4 separate regions of the Mus musculus genome follow, and all the other regions are linked to region 3. Evidence: chromatin contacts called from public Hi-C, Micro-C and promoter capture Hi-C data. All regions are on one chromosome and are shown on one strand. The core of a region is the stretch at or near the end of the contact, and the rest is flanking DNA. Distances in the headings are between cores, read along the strand shown. Region 1 holds the start of Zbed3 (zinc finger, BED type containing 3). Region 2 overlaps Aggf1 (angiogenic factor with G patch and FHA domains 1). Region 3 holds the start of Poc5 (POC5 centriolar protein). Region 4 holds the start of Btf3 (basic transcription factor 3).

The links. Promoter capture Hi-C pulls out the DNA fragments that hold promoters and counts their contacts. A called contact is a pair of places that touch in the nucleus more often than the background predicts.
Region 1: a promoter capture Hi-C map of liver shows a contact between it and region 3, with 4 times the contacts expected there. The contact joins the promoter of Zbed3 here to the promoter of Poc5 in region 3. A contact is called at or near these places in 2 of 39 promoter capture datasets (liver and pre-B cells).
Region 2: a Micro-C map of the G1E-ER4 cell line shows a contact between it and region 3. The contact joins the enhancer-like site here to the promoter of Poc5 in region 3. A contact is called at or near these places in 2 of 39 promoter capture datasets (liver and pre-B cells), 1 of 484 Hi-C or Micro-C datasets (the G1E-ER4 cell line) and 1 of 9 other capture datasets (liver).
Region 4: a contact with region 3 is called in a Hi-C map of CD4 T cells, with 6 times the contacts expected there. The contact joins the promoter of Btf3 here to the promoter of Poc5 in region 3.

Annotation. Positions count from the first base shown.
Region 1 is chr13:95,323,431-95,326,422 of GRCm38.p6, forward strand. It overlaps Zbed3 (zinc finger, BED type containing 3), which reads left to right and starts at 1,395. Exons shown (of 2, transcript NM_028106.3): 1 at 1,395-1,914.
Region 2 is chr13:95,356,661-95,359,590 of GRCm38.p6, forward strand. It overlaps Aggf1 (angiogenic factor with G patch and FHA domains 1), which reads right to left. Exons shown (of 14, transcript NM_025630.3): 9 at 2,050-2,151; 10 at 537-702. Among named protein-coding and RNA genes, the nearest start is that of Aggf1, 17 kb to the right of the region's middle. Within about 2 kb of position 1,486, at least 25 of the 459 cell types and tissues checked have an H3K27ac peak or open chromatin away from gene starts, as enhancers often do. A contact at or near this core is called in the G1E-ER4 cell line, where this site is marked.
Region 3 is chr13:96,386,909-96,389,750 of GRCm38.p6, forward strand. It overlaps Poc5 (POC5 centriolar protein), which reads left to right and starts at 1,386. Exons shown (of 13, transcript NM_026173.3): 1 at 1,386-1,623.
Region 4 is chr13:98,315,679-98,318,477 of GRCm38.p6, forward strand. It overlaps Btf3 (basic transcription factor 3), which reads right to left and starts at 1,289. Exons shown (of 6, transcript NM_145455.3): 1 at 947-1,289; 2 at 552-620. The coding sequence starts at 1,072. Gm9828 (predicted gene 9828) reads left to right here and starts at 1,438. Exons shown (of 4, transcript NR_137279.1): 1 at 1,438-1,931.

The sequences.
Region 1 (2,992 bases), core at 145-2,644, 1.1 Mb before region 3:
ACACCTGTGAGGGATTTTTACCTAATTTGAAGTGGGGAGATCCACTTCTAATCAGGAATCTTTGAGGTAAAAAGACACACCTTTAATCTTTTGAGCCAGAAAAACCCCACCCCTAATCTGGGCCACGCCTTCTGCTGGAAGCCTATATAAGGACACGGGAGAAGACAGCTTTTTGCTTTTTGCCACTGTACTCTGGCCTAACTGGCAAGTCCATCGCCAGCGGCGGCGGTTACTCCTGCAGGATTCCAGCTTCTATTGAAGACCAGCTGAGACACAACTACTAGATTCTTGGATTTTCCATTCATAGACAGCTACTGTTGGGTTAGCTGGACCACAGCCTGTAAGTCATTCTAAAACTTCCCCCTTTCTCTATATAAAGAGAGGAATTCGGTTTGTAAGTTCTGTTACTCTAGAGAATCCTTACACACTTTTTAAAATGTGTTTTCGTTCATTTGTTTGTTTGTTTTACTGGTTTGCTGGGTTACAAAAGAATATGATCAAAATATATTGTATGAAAACATTTAGGTCAATCTTGAAAGAGGGGAATCTAATAATCTCGCCATTGCAAAAGTATTCCTTTCGTGATACCCAACAAGATTTTTCTTTTCTCTGAAATTCTTGGCATAGAAGAAAGTCAACAAATAGGTCTATCAGGTGTGTGTGTGTTTAAGTGAGGAGGGTTATAATATTTCCACTGCAAAACACGTGCTCTGCATGAGCAAGGTGCTCCTCCCCAGCGCCACTTGAACCAAAGCAGTTAACATGGATTGTATTACCTACAAAAGAATTTCTTGGTTTTTTGGTTTTTTGTTTTTTTTTGTTTTTTTTACATTTATATCTTTTTGCTTATTGTCTTCTAGCAAGGCTTCGTGCCCATTGTTCATGTGACTTACTTTGACTAATAGAATGTGAGCAGAGCAGTATGTGGGCTGAAGAGATGATTGGGGTGGGGGGGCGGGGAGTCGGTTACCGCCGATCCATCGCCCTCTTCTGGATTCCACTGACACTGCACCCATGCATGCACAGACACCCACCACCACCACCACCACGCAAAAACACTAAATTAAAAAGCAACAAATTAGTGACTTTTGTTTTGTTTTTATGAATGAAGGGCAGAACGTGCCAGCTGTGCGTTAAGAGCTAACTGGTGCGTTCTTGAATTTGGCAAGTCACTTCCTTGCGACTATTTATAGATTAAAAATCTGTATGGTGGGAATATTTGAACGGCTGGAACAGCAAAACGCTACACAACAGGATTGCCCGTCAGCCTGCAAAGCCCCAAGGCTCTCGCCCGCACCTCAGCGGGCTGGTCTTGAAAAAGGTTTCTCTTTCCACCTGGAGCGTGGAATGCAGAAACCCGCCTTAGAACGCAGCCGCTAGCGGCTGATGTAACTGTAAATCACGCAGACGCTGTTAACTGAATATAATGAAGACAAAGGTAGTTCCCTGTGCTGGTGGTTTGGGTGGACACCTTTTCCTCCTAAGACCTTGATTGCAAGGACTTCTGACTAGTGCCATATCAGAGGCCTTAATCTGTAAGAATGCGAGCGAGCAGTGCGCCCAGCTGAGGATCTGGACCCGCTGAATCCAAGGGCTTGGAAGGTTAACGCGCAAACGTGCAGAGCCACGGTTAAAACGCTTTCAGCATCCCTGCGCTATTATTGCACCGTTTAAAAACCTCCGACAGATTTCAATTCGTTAAACTAGTTCTCCATCCGTTACTCTAAACTCCTCCCGGACCGGATGGTTTAGCAGCGGCGCCCCGGCGTCCAGACCACGCGTCACCGCCCCCCATGGACGCCCCGAGACGCGCAAATTGAGCGCTGTGTCTTTAAGGGGGAATCGGCCTTTTCCGTCCAGGACAAAATGTCTGCGAGGAGCCCGGAGGCGAGGGGCGACCATCGCGGCGTCCGGGTGAGCGTGGCTGGCTGGGGCTCGGTGGCGTGGCTTGGCTTGGCGGGAGCGACCGCAGGGACACCAGGGGCTGCAGTGATCTCAGGGGCCCGCGGGGACGTCCGGGATCGGAGAAACCGCGGGGTGGAGGGGTGCGGGGGACGCCACGCAGGACCTCGGGGACTTCGGGAGCCCCTAGGCCGTGGGATCCAGGGTCGCAGCCGCGGGGTCTGCAGGGGATGCCTACCACCCCAGGCTTGGCGGAGGGGCCCAGCCTGCGGGCTTCCGGAACCTTCTGGAGCGTCTCCGCTCTCTTTGGTTAACCAGCTCCGGGGGGTGGGGGGTGGGGAAGAGGGGGAACTGTCCCCGTAAAGTTGCCTCGGTGGAGAGTGACTTTGAGCCTCATGCGCTAATTGCGACTTGGTTAATGTTTCCCACCTGTGTGTGTGTGTGGAGGGGGGGGGGGGGGCTGTAAGAAAACCGGTGTAAACCAGAGTAAACCAGAATCTCCTCCTCCACTGGACACAAAAGAGTTTCCTGATCCGGGCCTGGCTCACTGGAGCCTTTGGTTGTGCAAGCCTTCTGTGGCCGGCTTAAAGCTTTACTAAAAAGAATAGGATTTTCCTTCATTGGAAAAAAAGTACCTGCCATTGCTGAGCTCCAAAGGTGTTTAGAACAGCTGTTGAATAGTTTCGTGAGTTGAGATAATTAGTGGTGTTCTGAATTTTTTATTTTATTTTTTTTTTTAAGACGGGGTCTGTTTCCTTGGGTGACCTGAAACTTGCCTGTGTAGACCAGGCTGACCTGGATCTTACAGAGACTACCTGCCTCTGCCTCCCAAGGGCTTGGATTAAATTCATGGGATTAAATTCCTGGTGATTCCAGTACTGTTTATTAGTGCACACTTTGGCCTCAAATAGTTCAAGGCAAGTGACAATAAGAAGCATAGGAAATGTTGTTTTTTAAAGTGCTAATCCATACCACATAATTCAAAAGCCACATGTGTGTGTATATGTATGTGTACATATACATATATATTAATGCAGAGCTGAAAGAAAGGTGCACTTTCGGGCATAGTGCATTATTTTACAAGGCTTTA
Region 2 (2,930 bases), core at 236-2,735, 1.0 Mb before region 3:
CATTATCCATTCATCAGCAAGTGGAAAGTACTATGCTGAGATATCTAACCCAGGCCCAGAAAGACAAAATGTCATATTCTCACATTTCACACATGCTATGTGGAAATATTAAATTGGTGCATTTAACCTGGAGTGTCTGCAGGACCTGAAAGGCAGAGCAAGCCCATGGGAGGAAGGGGGGAAAGTAGAGCTTATGTAACATGGGGCTAACATTTGTGGGGAGTGGGGTGACCCAGAAATAAAGACTGAGAAAGCCCCTTCTGGAACTCCACTGTTTTGGAAGTCACTTTAAAAACAGTTCCCACAAAGGACTCTGACTAGAGGTGGGCTGCACGCGTGGACAGGAACAAATGTGTCAGTACTCAGCCCTACAGACCACACACTAAGCGTACATGCAGTGCGCCTCGTCCACAACCTCGCCAGCTAGACACAGGCTGCTCCACTCACACACGGTGAGACATGAGGGGGGAAGGGGGCTCAATGGTAAGAGGGACTTGTAGAGTATCAGCCCCCCACACACTTGGTGCTTCACATACCCAGAGGCTCGTCCTTTCTATCGAGGCGGAGGTGAGCTCTGACCTGCCCCGGCTCACAGCCATCGCACGTCTCACTGCCAGGGTGAATGTGAAAAGACAGCACAGTCTCCCCAATTTTCACTTCGTCGCCGTGTTCGAGGACGTAAGGATCACATTTAGTTTTTGGCTAGATGAGAAATTTTGAATGAAACAGAAATACAAAATGGTTATTATGTCTATGGTAGTGAAAAGTTGAGAAAAGGAGAGGCATGCACACTTCCACAACCTGATGGACAGACAGTGAAAAAGACTACCAGGATCATGGCAGCAGCTCAGTGGAAGAACATACACTTACCATGAACCAAACTCTGAGCTCCACCCATGATCCCTTACAGTATTCCCCAAAAGCTACTTATAATCCCGATCTTATCAAAGCCCACCAGTTTTCTTACCATTGAAGTCCATCTGGACTTCAATCTGTTAGCAAAACACATATTAATCAGAGGAAAGTTATATGTGAAGAAGTGATTACCTTCCCTCTTCTTTAAAAAAAAAAATGTGCTCTGTGTGTCTGTCTGTGCGTGCATAAGCTGTTACATAGGCCCTGGGATCAGTACTCTGATTCTAACGATACCACGGTAAATACTCTTAACCCCTGAGTGACCTCTCAGTTTTTCTTATAATTTCTTTCTTTCATTCTTAAAGCATAAGAATAAGGCCTCCTTGGTGGTTTATATTACCAACTTGACAGGATCTAGAACCACTTACAGTCTCTGAACACACCATGGGGGTGACCTCTGGGCATGCCAGTGAGGGATCATCTAGATTAGGTTAACTGGGGGGACAGATCCACCTGAACGGTGGTGGCCCCAGGCCATGGCTGGGTTCCTAGACTGAGCAAAGAGGAGAAACTGGGCTTAGTGCTGGCATTTTCTCCCTGTGCTTCCTGAAGTCCAACATAATATAACCCCCCTGCTTCCCAGTGACCCGCTTCCCCGTGATGGACAACTCTTCTCCTTTCCTCAGTTCCTTTGTCAGGGTTTTTAGTTTTAGTTTTTAGAAAAGTCCTAGTTTACCATTATTTTTATTAAGACAAAGGGGGGGCAGTTAGGGCTGTCCAGTGGTGTGTCAGAGGGAGAGCATCTGCTTGATGTGCAGGAAGAACCTGGGCTAGAATCGCAGAGCACATGGGAAGAAGGAGGGCCACCAAAGCTGCTTCTATGAACATTCAGTGCTGGGCTGTGGAATGACTCAGCAGGAAGAGGAACTCCACCAAGCTGACCTCCACACGTGGAGGCCATACACACATATATAGTTAATCTAAATAAGCTTTGTGGTACAGTCATACCTAAAAGTAGCAACAGAGATATAATCAGAAGTCAAAACTCAACAGGCCAATAGCTACTAAATATTTTTTTCTAGCCCTTTCTGGAAAATTCCAACCAAGTTATAAATTTGTGCTTGAATTGTGATCTGTAACGACTAGAACCTAAGCTCAGATAAGGAAGTATGGGTAAACTACACATGAACGTACCTGAAGAATCTGTTTCCCGTTGACAATGGTACCATTCTGGCTGCCCTGATCCACAAGAACGTAGCTTTGCAAGTCATGGTCGAAGTAAACTTCTGCGTGGAACTTAAAGGAAAGCAACCAAGCAATTACAAAGAACTGCACACTTTCAACCCAGAGCGAACTTCACTGGTGTGCAGCAGTGTAGGCATGAGTCTCTGATCATTTCACCTCATTTCTCTTAATGTTTTTTTTCTGAGTACAAATTATTACAAGTTTCTGGTAGAAATATGGAGGCTATACTTCCTATGCTTCCATCTTTAACTATGATGAAAAATTTGTATATATCCTGCTTCTTCTATTTTTAAAACATAAGTAAGATTATACTATACATACAATGTGATTTTTTTGTTTTTGGCCTAACATAAGCACTACCACTGCCTATTTGAAATAATTACAATTCTCAATACATACTAACTTGAAACACTCATTCTCACGGAAGCAAGTTCTCCATGTGTTCACATCAGAGTGGCCTGACCTCCCTTCCCCTGCTGCACAGCGGCCTGACCTCCCTCCCCTGCTGCACAGCGGCCTGACCTCCCTCCCCTGCTGCACAGCGGCCTGACCTCCCCTGCTGCACAGCGGCCTGACCTCATTACTGCAGAGCGTGCGCTTCATACATTGTGCAGCTGCTTCACAGGGCTAGCAGTACGCCATACAGTGTCCACGAAGTGGGTACAACGATCCTCCCTTCACCTAGTATATGAATAACCCCACACTCAAGGCTTGTAAAGCTGGACATCTAGGCTTTCCGGGGGCTTATTATCTTTAAAACTTTGCTGTGGGCAGGCTGGAGAGACGGTTCAGTGGTTAGAGCACTGGCTGTTTTCCAGAGGACCTGAGTT
Region 3 (2,842 bases), core at 136-2,635:
TAATTTGTCTTTTAAAATAAGCTTAGGGGAGGAAATCAACACAGCTAATGCCAACAAAAATTTTTTGTGATCTTCTTCGTTATCATTCAAATATAAGAGCCAGTGAAATGGCTCAATGGGTAAAAGCACTTACCACCAAGCCTTATGACCTGCGTTCAACCCCCAAGTCAGGTCACACGTGGTGAAAATAGAGACTATTTCCCCTCACCACACACACACACACACACACACACACACACACACACACAGAGAGAGAGAGAGAGAGAGAGAGAGAGAGAGAGAGAGAGAGCATAACTTTTAAAAGATAATAAAAGTCTAACTCTTGACAAACAGAAGTAGGTGAGGCTGCAGCTGTGCCACTTCCGTATACAGAAAAAAGAAAGTGACATCATGTAGGTTACAAAAGGGGTGGGGGGGATCGAACAGATTATTCTTTTCTAGTCTGGGGTCCGAAATGTCTGTTTTAATATATTAACTCATTTTATCTCCCTAGACCGTATTATGTGGGTAGCATTACCGAAGGTGTTAATGAGTACTTACTAAAGCCAAGTTTTAAGTTGTAATTGTGTTCTGTCTTTTAAGGTCGCGATATTCCACCAAAAGTTTCTGTTTGCAGCTTACAGCAGTTAGGTCATCAGTAAAACTTAGGCTGGTTAGACTCAGTCATGTTGGTTTAAAGTAGCTGCCAAGGGCTACTTTGGGAATTATCTGTTGGGTCTGTGATAGTAAACAATTTTACAGTATTAAATTACGTTGCTATGGATTTAGAAGTGAATTACACTGGATTCTCCCTGTTTAGCCTTCTGTATTTTATTTTAGCTGAGATGTCACCAAAGTTAGGATCTATGTTTAAATTTTTGAATACCCCACACAGAATAAACCAAGGGAAATGCCCTGGAGTTGCAAGTCAAAAACAAACAAACAAGCAAACAAAAAACAAAAAACTTAGGCTGGCAGTTTGTTATACCCTCATCCTCATAATTACATTATTCGTTAAACTCCCTAACCCAAAACTAAAGAAATCAATAGAGGGCATCGGACATTTGTGTTTTTAAGAGAGCAGCTGCCGGGCCAGTGGCCTTGCGGCCTGTTATCTGTGCATGAAACGAAATCTCGAGGCTTTATGCCTATGTCATCCTCATTGTTGAAAATAAACAGCACTCAGCTTTCACAGATTTGCGAAGATAATTAAATTTGTCTGCAGTGCCGCCCCGTAGTAGTCCTCAGGCACAGAGCAGCACCGAGCATGCGCTCTGTTCTGGGAACTCTGGGCCGGCTTTTGCCTGTAAATCTCCTACTTCCGGCTTGTCCCGCGGAGATACCTTGGGCTCCGCCCACTTACCACGGACCAATCAAGTTTAAGATTGCTGAAGCTGTGGACCAATAGTTAGGGCTGTCTTTCATCAGGGCCCTCAGTTTGAAACTGTCAAGTGGCTGCTAGGGGAGCCGCTGTGCTTGCTTTGGTTGCGGCGGCGACGCCGTCTGTCGCAGCGAGTCAGGAGCCGAGGTTTCGCCGAGACGGTGGATCCCGGTGGCGGCGCCCAGGCCGGTTCCTCCCTGGCAGGATTGGGAGCATCGTCCCTGGAGGTGCCAGAAAGAGAAGACACAAGTGATGCGAACTAAGTAGGTCCTGTTCTTTAGGACGTGGGGACATAGCCAAACAGAACGTTGTTTTTTATTAAGAAAGAATTAGATTTAAATGGGGCCGGATTGGAGGATGGTGAAAGAAAACTTGGAAGGGCCTGGTGCTCGCCCTCTCTTTGCGTGCAGTTAAGACGGGAGAAGTCACCTTGCGGCCAGCTACACGTTGGTTCGTTCTCCGCCTCTTAGAGATTGCGTTTGAATTCCCCGAGTCCGCTTTTCAGTTAAGTTGTACCAGTAGCAAAGAGAAGCATTCAAAGTATCTTGTGGTTTCAGCTTAGGTTAAAGAGTGCCGAGAATGTAGTGGAATGGTGCGTGTCACCCTCTAAAGCACCATTCTTCTGAACCCAGAAACTGAAGAAATGCTACTGTTTTCGTCTCACGTTATTTCTCCTGCCTGTTTGCAAAGAGCAGGGATAAATGGCAGATAACGTATTTTCCAAAAGTCCGATCGCTTTCTGACCGCAATATGTTTTTAAGAAACAATTTTGGCGTCTGATCATACCAGCTCATTTGTTACTAAAATAATCCACAATTCCCAACTCTGGTTGCCTACCAGGTCTGCAAACAAGTCATAAGGGAAAATGTAATTAAAATTAAAACGGATCAAATTACCACAGTGGTTGATTTGAGACTAGTGAAGTGTTCATTCTTCGATGCAGATCCATGCCTATTTTATCTTCCCTGCATGGCTTAATGAAAGACAGTCACAGCTCAGACTTAGTTTACTTATCCTCTGGAACCATACCAATGCTGAATAAAAGAGAAATTCCCTTTGCACAATTCTGGCTGCACCCTGGCTTTCTATTCTGTGGTTTTCCCTGCATCTCTCCCTTCTTCTTCAGTGTCTTTATCTCAATTGTTTTCTTAGCAAACTATAATTGAGGCCTGCTCCAGGGGCAGCTGAAACTGTCACGGGTGTCAAGGCAGCCTCCTGATCTGCATGCTGGGGGCCTTCCTTGCCCCCTTCTGGCCAGTGACCCTCATACTGCTCTCCACACAATTCCGGTGTTCTGGCTGCCTCCCATCTTTCTCCTGACACTTCACTGTTCCTTAAAAGCTAGCAGTTTTAGGTTCCTCTTCTCAGAGCAGTCCTCTGTTAGGATTATGAACTCCTTTGAAATCATGTTTGAATCTAAAAATCCTTCTAGAAAATACATATGTTTATATTCTAAAAGTGTGTGCAGTTGTGTTTGGTCTG
Region 4 (2,799 bases), core at 39-2,538, 1.9 Mb after region 3:
TAAAAAAAATGGGGTGGGAATGCAGTTTGGGAGTTGAGAGGTCCTCTAGCATGTACCAAAACATGTGTTGGATCTCAGGACAACTCAAAGGTAACAAAATAACCACCCCCAACATTGTACAAGTCAAGGGTACACGGTACACAAAGATTTGGCAGAGAACATACTTTCCCCCCCATTCATAAAATCCAGTAACATTTGTTTATATGCGCCATAATCCTGAACCTCTTGCAAGCAAGGCACCGTTTTTAAGTGCTATTTTCTTCTCTACTCGATGACCGACCTCACCCCTACTATCTATCTATCTATCTATCTCCTCCTTGTCTCTTAGTATTGGTCTCATTTCCCTTGGATTTGCTAGCTTTGCGAAATGTCCCCTGCCAAGCAAAGTGACAAAAAAAACCCAAAAAACCAACCAACCAAACCAAAAACAACAACAACAACAACAAAAAAAACAAAAAACAAAAAACCCAACAACGTGAGAAATGCAAACGGAACTTTGGAAGAGAGAGAGGAGAGAAAAAGAAAGGAGGAAAAAAAAAAAAGAAACTTACTTTCCCACCAATGCGCACTTGTGCCTGCAGTTTGGCGAGTTTCTCCTGGTTCATGATTGTTTCTTTCATCTACAAAGAGAGAGGAAAAAAAAAAATCCTCAGCCAAGAACAAGAACGGCCGGGCCCCCCCTCCAGCATTCCACGCTCGTTATTTCCCGCTACACTCGCAGGAGAACGTCGTCCCCCTCGGGCTGAGGCCTGGATCCCCAATTCACCCCTCCAGGCTCGCCGGGGCGCACAGGGCCCCTCGCCCCTCCCCCGCCCGGCCCGGCCCGGCCTCGGGCTCAGCCCCACGGCGACCGAGCATCCCCCGCTCCCCGCCGCCCTGCCCGGCCTGGGCCGAGGCCTCGCCACGGCCTGCCCGGCCCGGCCACTCTCCGCAGGCCTCGCGGTACCTGAGACTCCCGTCCTCGGCTTCCGCCGAGAGGGAGAGAGGGCGTCGCTTCGGCCCCGGGCCAGCCGCCCCTGGCTCGCCCTCGCCCCCGAGAGTCCGCCTGGGTGGGAGCGCCCGTCCGTCGCATCGCTTTCCTCAGCTCCGTCCGTCCCCTCCCTGCCTCGCTCCTGCCGGGAAACGCCCGCCCCACCCCCAACTCCCGGTCTCCTCCCACGCCGGCGTCCACGGCCTTTTTTCTGTACCTTGTCGGAGTGGAAATGGCGCCGCGCGGGGAACTAAGGTTCACGCTCAGGGGGTCTCGGGCAGACCAGCTGAGAGAAGGCGCACACACGCGGGGACGCAAGATGGCAGCTAGAGGGAGGCCGGAAGTAACGCGACGCCACTTCCTCCAGAATTCAGGAAGCGGAGTTGGCGTCGCCGCGCATGCGCAGCCGGGGGCCGGTCCGCGGCTGTTTCTTTCCTTTCGTCCAGCGGCGGGCCGGGAGCAGCACCGGAGAGCTGGGACCCGCGGTCGCCGTCCGCGGTCCTGGGAAAGGCCGCGGATAGATCGGACAGTGAGGCTCCCTGTAGAGCTGTGGTTAAATCAGTCTGCCCTGTGGCCACCCCGTAGGGCGTCCAGCTTTGTCCAGTAGGCTGCAGTGTCTGCTCAATGCCGGGTGTAAATAAAAAACTATCGAAATCAGCCAGGCTAATGTTGCTTTCCAAAATTAAGTGACTTGGGTGATGTAGAAATCGCGACTCAGAATGTCTAGAAAGCATGTTCGGAATGCTTTCCAGATCTCCACCCTTCAGCAATTCGGTTTATTCAAGGTTGAAACAGGGTAACAAGATTTGTAACCTCTTAACCCTTCTACACCTCTACCATCGACTCCCTGATCTCGAATCGTCATGGATTCGACCATGAAGCATTCACGATGGAGCAAACTTTACCTTGAATTCTTCCAAGATGAATTTGAGCCTGCGTGCTTGGGGGTAAAAACGTGGCTGTGAGTTAAAGTTTGCCGAACTCCAGCACGAATTGTGGTTGTCGTTTTTTTGTTTTTTTGTTTTTGTTTTTTGTTGTTGTTGCATAATTTGATGGTTGTTTTAAAAAGTGTCTCGATAAGTAATCCTGGCTAGTCTGAAGCACACAGCTATTCTCCGGCCTCAGAGCCCCTCTGTCCAATGCTGGGATTATAGTCGTCTAGCACCATTCCCAGACAAATTTTAAGATAACCTTAGAAAATCCCTATATGAAGATTAAAAAACGAAAAAGAAAAAGAGGTTAAGTGAAAATTCTGTGTGCTTAAGCCTTTTTCCAATCTTAGCTACGAAATGTTTTTGAATATTCCAAAGAGAAAGTTGTGTTAGAATTTTTAGAGAATACAATTTATCCAGAAAAGTTGCCGAAATGAATACTCTAGCTAAAATCAATTTTTTTTCCCCTTGGAAACCTTTTTACACAAGAGTTTCTTGCAACAGCGATGAGTCATTTAAAAAATCGGGAGAGACAACTACGTTGCTATGTAGAAAATTGTAACAAGTTCTTTTTCTTGAAACAACAACAATGTTTCTTTTATCCGAACAAGTAAGTTTGTCTCAGAAAACCATGCTTGTTGTCTACCCTATGAAGTACCTAACCATTCTCCAAATAACTGAGATGAGGCAACAGAATTCAGTGCTACAGAAAATATATAAAACATGACTGTGTTACATATGATGGATAAAAGGTAAAACTAGTTCTTTTTGTTTTTGTTTTTTTTTTTTTTTTTTTTTTGTTGTTGTTTTTCCAGACAGGGTTTCTCTGTATAGCCCTGGCTGTCCTGGAACTCACTCTTTAGACCAGGCTGGCCTCGAACTCAGAAATCCCCCTGC